2 separate regions of the Sus scrofa genome follow, and region 1 is linked to region 2. The links are chromatin contacts, called in public HiChIP or PLAC-seq maps. All regions are on one chromosome and are shown on one strand. Each heading gives the region's core, a stretch centred on a gene start, on an enhancer-like site or on the middle of the called end of the contact. The rest is flanking DNA. Distances are from core to core; before and after follow the strand shown. Region 1 holds the start of DLL4 (delta like canonical Notch ligand 4). Region 2 overlaps INO80 (DNA helicase INO80).

Region 1 (3,571 bases), core at 196-2,695, 49 kb before region 2:
GGCTTCGCGCCGCCCCCCAACCCCAAGTCTCCCCGGGGCCCGCAACGCGTCCCTGCTCCCCCCGCCCCTGCGCTGATCTTATCGCCGGACGACAGCCATCGCTGTGCGGGCGGGCTGACAGCTGAAGCCACAGAGCCCCCGCCACCCTCAGCGTCGCAGAGAGAACTCTCCGGCACCCCCGACACTAGTAGAAGCCGGCTCTCCCCAGTCTAAAGCCTCCGGGGATCACGCCGGTTCCGGGAAAGCAGCTGCGTTGCCGCCGCTCTGAGAAGTGGGGCCACCCGAGGGAGCTGCGAAGGCAAGACGGTGAAACTGCCTGAAACTTAAACGAGTCCCCGCGCTTCCAGTTCCACCCTACATTTCGCCGTATGAGGAGAGGACCCGGGTCTGCCCAGACTTAGCCTCTCACGTTGACTCGCTAGTGGCTTCAGCCAACTCAGGAGCCAGGGGAGTTCCTCCCTGCCTCAAAGGAGCGACAGGACGCGGGCGGTCGGGGGCTTGGGGCAGCTGGGGTGGAGGGAGAAGGTGGGCGCTGGAGCTGAAGCTGAAGCTAAACCTAGGTGAGGGGAGGCGCTTGGAGGCGGGGCCAGACCCTTATTACCATACAGCTGAGGACGCGCCCCCCTTATTCCCGGACCACGCCTCCTATCCCCTGCACCGGGACTGTGCGTCTGGGGACTGGCACGCACAGAGCCCAGGCGGGAGGCAGAAGGGGCAGGCAGAAGGAAGGAGGCACGCTCTGGACGCCCCCTACCCCCGCGCAACCGGAGTGGGAGAAGCCAACCAGGTGGAGGGCCGAGCCCCTGAGTCTTAGACGCTTGGCTCTTCGCCTTGCCCCGAGTGGCCACTGAAAGGATAATGCCTCCGCTAGCTTCCCTGCTGTACAGGGGAGGGGGCGTGGTGGGTGGACGCTCACAGGTTGCGGCCGGGCGACGCCAGGGCTCCCGAAGCTTGGGGAAGGTGGAGATTGGAATTCTTTAGCACTAGTTTCGCTTTCTGAGCTTAAGTTCTTTTTACCTGCTCTAGTGCTGCAGGTAACTAATGCCGGCTGCGGACACACCACCCACGGGGACTCCCCAATGTCTCCGCCCCCACAGCCATCCGGGAAACACTCGCTCACCTCCCGCCCCATTCCTCTCGGCCCTCCCCCTATCCTCGCACAGCCGGGGTCGCGGCTTGTAACCCCCAGTTGTGGAGAATTGGTTTCTTCGACAAGCGCTGAGCTGGGGGATCCAGGGGCTGAGAGCTGCACGGAGGGGCGGGGACCTGTGCCTGACTGGCTGACGGGGAGGGGGGAAGGCGGGGGCGGAGGCCCCCTCCGGGCGGCGCTGGGGCTGTAGCAGCTAGAGGCTCGAGGGGAGGGGAGAGTGACCACGAGTCTGAGTGACAGGCGGGTTAAGAGAGGAGCCAATATATATAAGGAAAGCTCCCGAACGCGCAGGTTTCAGTAGCGGCGCTGAGCGCAGACTGGGAACGCGAGGCCAAGAGCCGCAGTTCAAGCCGCCTCAGTGCAGTATACCCGGGCCCTCGTCTGCTTACAGCCCCAGGATTAGCCCGAGGACACGTCCTCAGAGCGGTCGCCGCCCGGTCGTCCTCACCTGGATTACCTACCGCGGCAGTTGGAGCGGAGTTAGCGAGAAAGCGAGGCGTGAGGAAAGCCCCGAGTGGAGCCTGGCTTTTCAGGGACCCCTCCGGCGGTTGGACGCGCGGGAAAGCTTCACGGTCGGCGGGTGGAGAGAGCGACGCCCCGGGGAATGGCAGCTGCGTCCCGTAGCCCCTCTGGCTGGGCGCTACTGCTGCTAGTGGCACTTTGGCAGCAGGTAACGTCCCGCGCCCCCTCCGCCCCTTCCCACCGCGCCGCGGGCTACAGCCCCTGGCGTCCGCCGACCTGACCGCTCTCCTTCCTCCTTCCCTCCGTCCCTGTGCAATAGCGCGCGGCCGGCTCCGGCGTCTTCCAGCTGCAGCTGCAGGAGTTTGCCAACGAGCGCGGCGTACTAGCCAGCGGGCGGCGGTGCGAACCCGGTTGCCGGACCTTCTTCCGCGTCTGCCTTAAGCACTTTCAGGCGGTCGTCTCGCCCGGGCCCTGCACCTTCGGCAGCGTCTCCACGCCTGTGCTGGGCACCAATTCCTTCGCCGTCGGGGACGACAGTAGCGGCGGCGGACGCAACCCTCTTCAACTGCCCTTCAATTTCACCTGGCCGGTGAGCACAGTCTGGGCTCACTGGGAGGCCGAGAGAAGGGATCTCCCTGAGATTAAAGCCCTCTCCCTAGATTTCCTCACTCCCTTCCAAAAAAGTGGGGCGCTCTCTTAGGATCCTTTCTTTCGATGCCTGGGACCTCACCCTCTAGTAGGCTCTCACTCGTCTCTCTCTTCCCTGTTCTGCGCCCTCTGTTCCCCTAGCTCTTGAAATACGATTTTCATCACCTACCACCCCAGCGGGTCCTCTACCTTCGAATGAGTCTCACGTACATTCCCCCATCCCTCAACCCTCCTCCTACCCGGGGTTCTTTCCCCTTCCCTGCTTGCGCGGGATGATGAGCCCGTTATGTTGACTCGGGTACAGTAACTGTATCCTGCAATTAGATTAATTAAACCGGCTGCAACAAGGCACTCCCACCACCCCCTGTTCAACTTGCTTTCTTTCTGTCTTCCCCCGCCCCCTCCTTTCCGTTCCCAGGGTACTTTCTCACTCATCATCGAAGCTTGGCACGCGCCAGGAGACGACCTGCGACCAGGTGAGTAGCTCGCTCCGCGGCCACAGGGGGGCGACACGGCGCAGCGCCGAAAGAGTTAATCTGAAATAGGCGGGGGAAGTGCGGGGTGGAGGGTGGGGGGCAGGACGCTTAGCTTGGCCGGGAGCTGCGCCCCGCGCTGGACGCTCAGATTCCGCCCGCTGCCTGGACTCTGAGCACAATTGCGTTTCCTGCGGGTTATTTTTGGCGTGGGAACGCGGGGAGCACGGCGGTGAGAAAGGCCGAAGCTGCCAGCGCCGCTGACGGGCCCCTTCCTGTATTTTACACCTTTCGCGAATTCCGCTCCTTTGGAAAGGGAATAATGGCTTTGGGATGTTGTTCTGACACAGAGGAAAAGGATATTTCAGCAGCACAACAATCCTCACTTTGAAAAGGAAAAAGAAAAGCAGTACCCATCTCTGAGGGCAGAACCCCTGAATGGGCACCAGAGGACCCCTTGCTCCCAGAGTCCTCAAAGGCCTGGAGAGCTTTTCTTTTTCTCCCCCCACCCCATTTTGACCTCTTTTCCTCTTTCCCTTGCCTATCTGCCTCCAGAACACTGGATAGCTTAACATCCTTCTATTGTCCCCTTTTTGAATGGTATCAGGCCCTCTGCACATGCATGCACAGAGCAGCTAAGCAGTGGGACACTTGGGTTCCTCTGGCCTGTGCTTGCTGGCAGGTGGGGATCATCTGGACAACTGGTTTGATCCAGAAGTTGCTGGCACTCTTGGGGCCTGGCTGCCCTTCCTTGACCTGGCCCTCTGCCCCTTCAGAGGCCTTGCCACCAGACGCACTCATCAGCAAGATCGCCATCCAGGGCTCCCTTCCTGTGGGC
Region 2 (3,522 bases), core at 337-2,836:
GCTTCGGGCTGAGTGACCACGTCCTGCAGCTGGCATTTCCTGGATGGAAATTCCTGTGGGAACAAATGGGCCAAAAGGGAAAAAAGTCAACCTTTTCATATGTTAACATAATATTCTCCTGGACAGGGAAGATGGCTTTCAGGACTCCCAGGGAGGTCTATGTCCCAGTTTAATGGCAGGGCCACAGAGTCATGCAGAATTAGTAAGAACTGTAAACAGCTAAAAGAGCCAACACCTCAAGCTGCTTTTCATTCTACAAGAGTGGTTCTGTGACTCCTGAATTTCTTCTTTAAACCAGATTATTACTAAATGAACCCAGGGACCTGCTGTCTGTATTCACCTGCACATTCCAATGTCCTCCTTACTCAGTCAACTTTTACTCCCAAATTTTAAACCTAGAACTCCTTGAGAAACAGCAGCAACACTGGGTCCCACAGAATCCCTCACTTTAATTAAAAACTAGCAAAGTAAGAGTGAAATAGGAAAGACAGGGATGACTAGAAAATAAAGAAGTTTGAAATCTTTATGAAATTCTTACTTCGCTTTCCCTAAACCTTTTCCTTTTCCTTCTCCCTTTCCCTTGAATGGGCTAAGAGAAAATGAGGCTACAAATTCTTTTTTTTAATTATGGTTGATTTACAATGCTCTGTCAATTGCTGCTGTATGGCAAAGTGACCCAGTCATTTATACACACACACATACTTTCTTTTTCTCATATTATCTTTCACATGTTCCATCACAAGTGATTAGATATATCTCCCTGTGCTATACAGCAGAATCTCATTGCTTACCCCCTCCACATGGGATAGTTTGGATCTACTAACCCCAAACTCCCAGTCCGCCCCACTCCCGACCCTTCTCCCTTGGCAACCACAAGTCTGTTCTCCATGTCCATGAGTCTGATTCTGTTCTGTAGATAGGTTCATCTGTGCCATATTTTAGAATCCACTTATAAGTGATATCATATGGTATTTGTCTTTCTCTTTCTGGGTTTATGTGGTATGAGAGTCTCTAGTTCTATCTACAAATCCTTTTTGCTTTACTCCATTCCTTTTTTTTTTTTTTTTTTTTTTTTTGGCTTTTTAGGCCGCACCCACAGCACATGGAGGTTCCCAGGCTTGGAGTCGAATCAGAGCTACAGCTGCTGGCCTATACCACAGCTTACAGCAATGCCAGATCTTTAACCCACTGAGCGAGGCCAGGGATCGAACCCACAACCTCATGGTTCCTAGTCAGATTCGTTTCCACTGCCCCACAAAAGGAACTCCTACTCCATTCCTTTTTAAAGAAAGTTGAAAACGCCATTATCCTAGCAGGAATCAGTACCTCACCCAGGTTGCATAGGCTAGCAGCATCACTTACCATTCACAGTGTCTGAGACAGAGCCTGTTATGGAAGCAGGAGAGTTGGTGGCTCGAGACTGAGGGGCTGAGGAGGCTGGGTCATCCACAATGACCAGCATGTCACTGCTGCTCTCATCGGGTGGAATGGAGCCAGTGTGCAGCTCACTGCTGATGGAGATCTAGAGGAAGAAGCATCATGGTCACCACTGCTCCTAGTGCCCAGCGCCCACAGCCCTCGTGCCTGTGTGTGGGTGTGCGTCTCAGGTTTCACCACCATTTCCCTCTCCTGCCTGGCTTCACTCCTGAGAGTCAAACCTCCTGCTTTGGTTCCAGAGAAGCCAGCCTGATCTCATTTGCTTTTCTCCTTATGGACTACAGCAGCTGTAGTCCACGTGTAACCCCCTCCTGGGAGGCAGGAGAATTTCAGGAAAAGCAGAGGCTACCAGGTCAGGACAGAGTCCCCACTGCTGCAATGAAGGCATCTAAAAGGAGCCTCACCTCACTGAAAGGGCTGGGCATGGCCGAGTCCACGCTAATGAAGGAGTCGTCCCCGTCTGCAGAGAGGTTGGAGTTATCAGCCGAGGGGACAAAAGGGATCACCAGGTTTATGCCCTCCTTTCTCCTTTTCCCATCCAATTCATCTTCCTTTTTCTTCTGGTAACACACAAATCAAAAAATACAGGGAAAGCATGAGGATAGGCACCAAGGGAAAGTGGGGTTGGAGAAGAAAGCGATGACAGAAATTTGACTCTTTGTAAAAAACTTCTAGGTTTCATTTTATCCAATTAGCATATTACGAAAAAAGATTCCTAAGGAAGGAGGAAAGGGATGGCTTAGTAAGAGTCTATACATAGTCTACCACAATAATAGAAAGTGGAAAGGCCAGTCACACTGAACTGGAGCTGTGCCAAAACTAGTCCTTGCGGAGAGAGGTGCACCTTCAGCTTCCAGCATGTCCAAGCAGCAGCACTTAGCAGGGGCTGAACTGATGCAATCTCACAAGAGGGAGGGCCAGTGCATCCCTCCACACATCTGTTTTTACTCTGCCTTCTTTTTAAATATGCTTAAGGAGAATGAAGGTTCTTCTCACATACAAGGAATACTGAGGTGGCTTTTGTCATTATTTCCTTAATTTACATGCAGATGCTTAAGGGCTGAGTTACTGAGCTACACTGAAACAGTTCTAGAGCCAAGTTCAGTAGGGCTCTGTCACAGATTAGAGATGTGGAATCACAGATGTGCTTGGAAAATTCTGGGCCTCACAGCTACCCACTGCACATAACTACATTTGTATCTAGACCTATATTAGGGTGAATATGGTATGTCATTGCGTAGTTTATATCATCACTGGGAATTTCTACAACTTCTATGTTGAGAGTAGGGATGGCACCTGCTGCAAACTCACTAGGCCCTACAACGTCCTGTATGAGAATACTACCTTTTCTTCTTTGATACTGTTTCTGAATAGTAGTAAGCAATGGTTGGAGATTTACAAGTAGAGTCATAAAAGAGAACCTGAGGAAATGGATAGAAATGGCAGCCCAGACTAGGAGGAACATGAGCCTCCATTCCTGAGATTTTTCAACTCTGTCAATACAGTAAGTACCAGGGGCATCCTTCAAGCTAGAAATAGCTCTGCTTAGCAGAAGGCACAGTTGGGGGTGTGAATTTTACAATCGGAAGAGCTGGTGTATCTACAGGAAGATAAACATATATAGGCTGCTGACTATTAAGGCCACGTGACCCAAGGGACACAAGGCCCTACACAAGCTGGGATAAGGGGAAGAAGCTGACCTCCACCTAAAACAGAACCAGCTTTAACAGGTAACCAGATAACATGCTTCAGACAAACAGAAGAGTTGGGAAATGACACAAAGACAACGTTCAGACTTGAGGGCCCAGAGCTATGGCAATGCCTGAGGCTCAGCACAACCCAAAGGTAGGCCAAACCCACCAGAAAAAGTTAGGAGTCACTTTCTGGAAGGTAATAAAATGATTTCAAATCAACAGTCTTTAGGCATAATAAGTTTGGCAATCTACTGAGAACTAATGGGCTGACTCTTGAAACAAGAATAAGTCCTGAAAATCTCATTTTTGATTTACATGTCAGTAAAGACCAGGGATAAGGATTACTGACCTAATACTTTGGTAGACACAGCAAGATAGGGAGAAATGTAGG

What was found. HiChIP or PLAC-seq counts read pairs in DNA pulled down with a chosen protein or histone mark.
Region 1: an H3K27ac HiChIP or PLAC-seq map of skeletal muscle shows a contact between it and region 2. The contact joins the promoter of DLL4 here to the enhancer-like site in region 2. A contact is called at or near these places in 1 of 5 promoter capture datasets (liver), 15 of 47 Hi-C or Micro-C datasets (embryonic fibroblasts, fetal skeletal muscle, heart right ventricle and 6 more) and 2 of 2 datasets of contacts at active chromatin or transcription factors (alveolar macrophages and skeletal muscle).

Annotation. Positions count from the first base shown.
Region 1 is chr1:130,384,285-130,387,855 of Sscrofa11.1, reverse strand. It overlaps DLL4 (delta like canonical Notch ligand 4), which reads left to right and starts at 1,445. Exons shown (of 11, transcript NM_001244418.1): 1 at 1,445-1,820; 2 at 1,932-2,201; 3 at 2,679-2,736; 4 at 3,510-3,571. The coding sequence starts at 1,755.
Region 2 is chr1:130,335,650-130,339,171 of Sscrofa11.1, reverse strand. It overlaps INO80 (DNA helicase INO80), which reads right to left. Exons shown (of 36, transcript XM_003121588.5): 33 at 1,842-1,997; 34 at 1,363-1,522; 35 at 1-53. Among named protein-coding and RNA genes, the nearest start is that of CHAC1, 26 kb to the left of the region's middle. Within about 2 kb of position 1,586, at least 3 of the 83 cell types and tissues checked have an H3K27ac peak or open chromatin away from gene starts, as enhancers often do. A contact at or near this core is called in skeletal muscle, where this site is marked.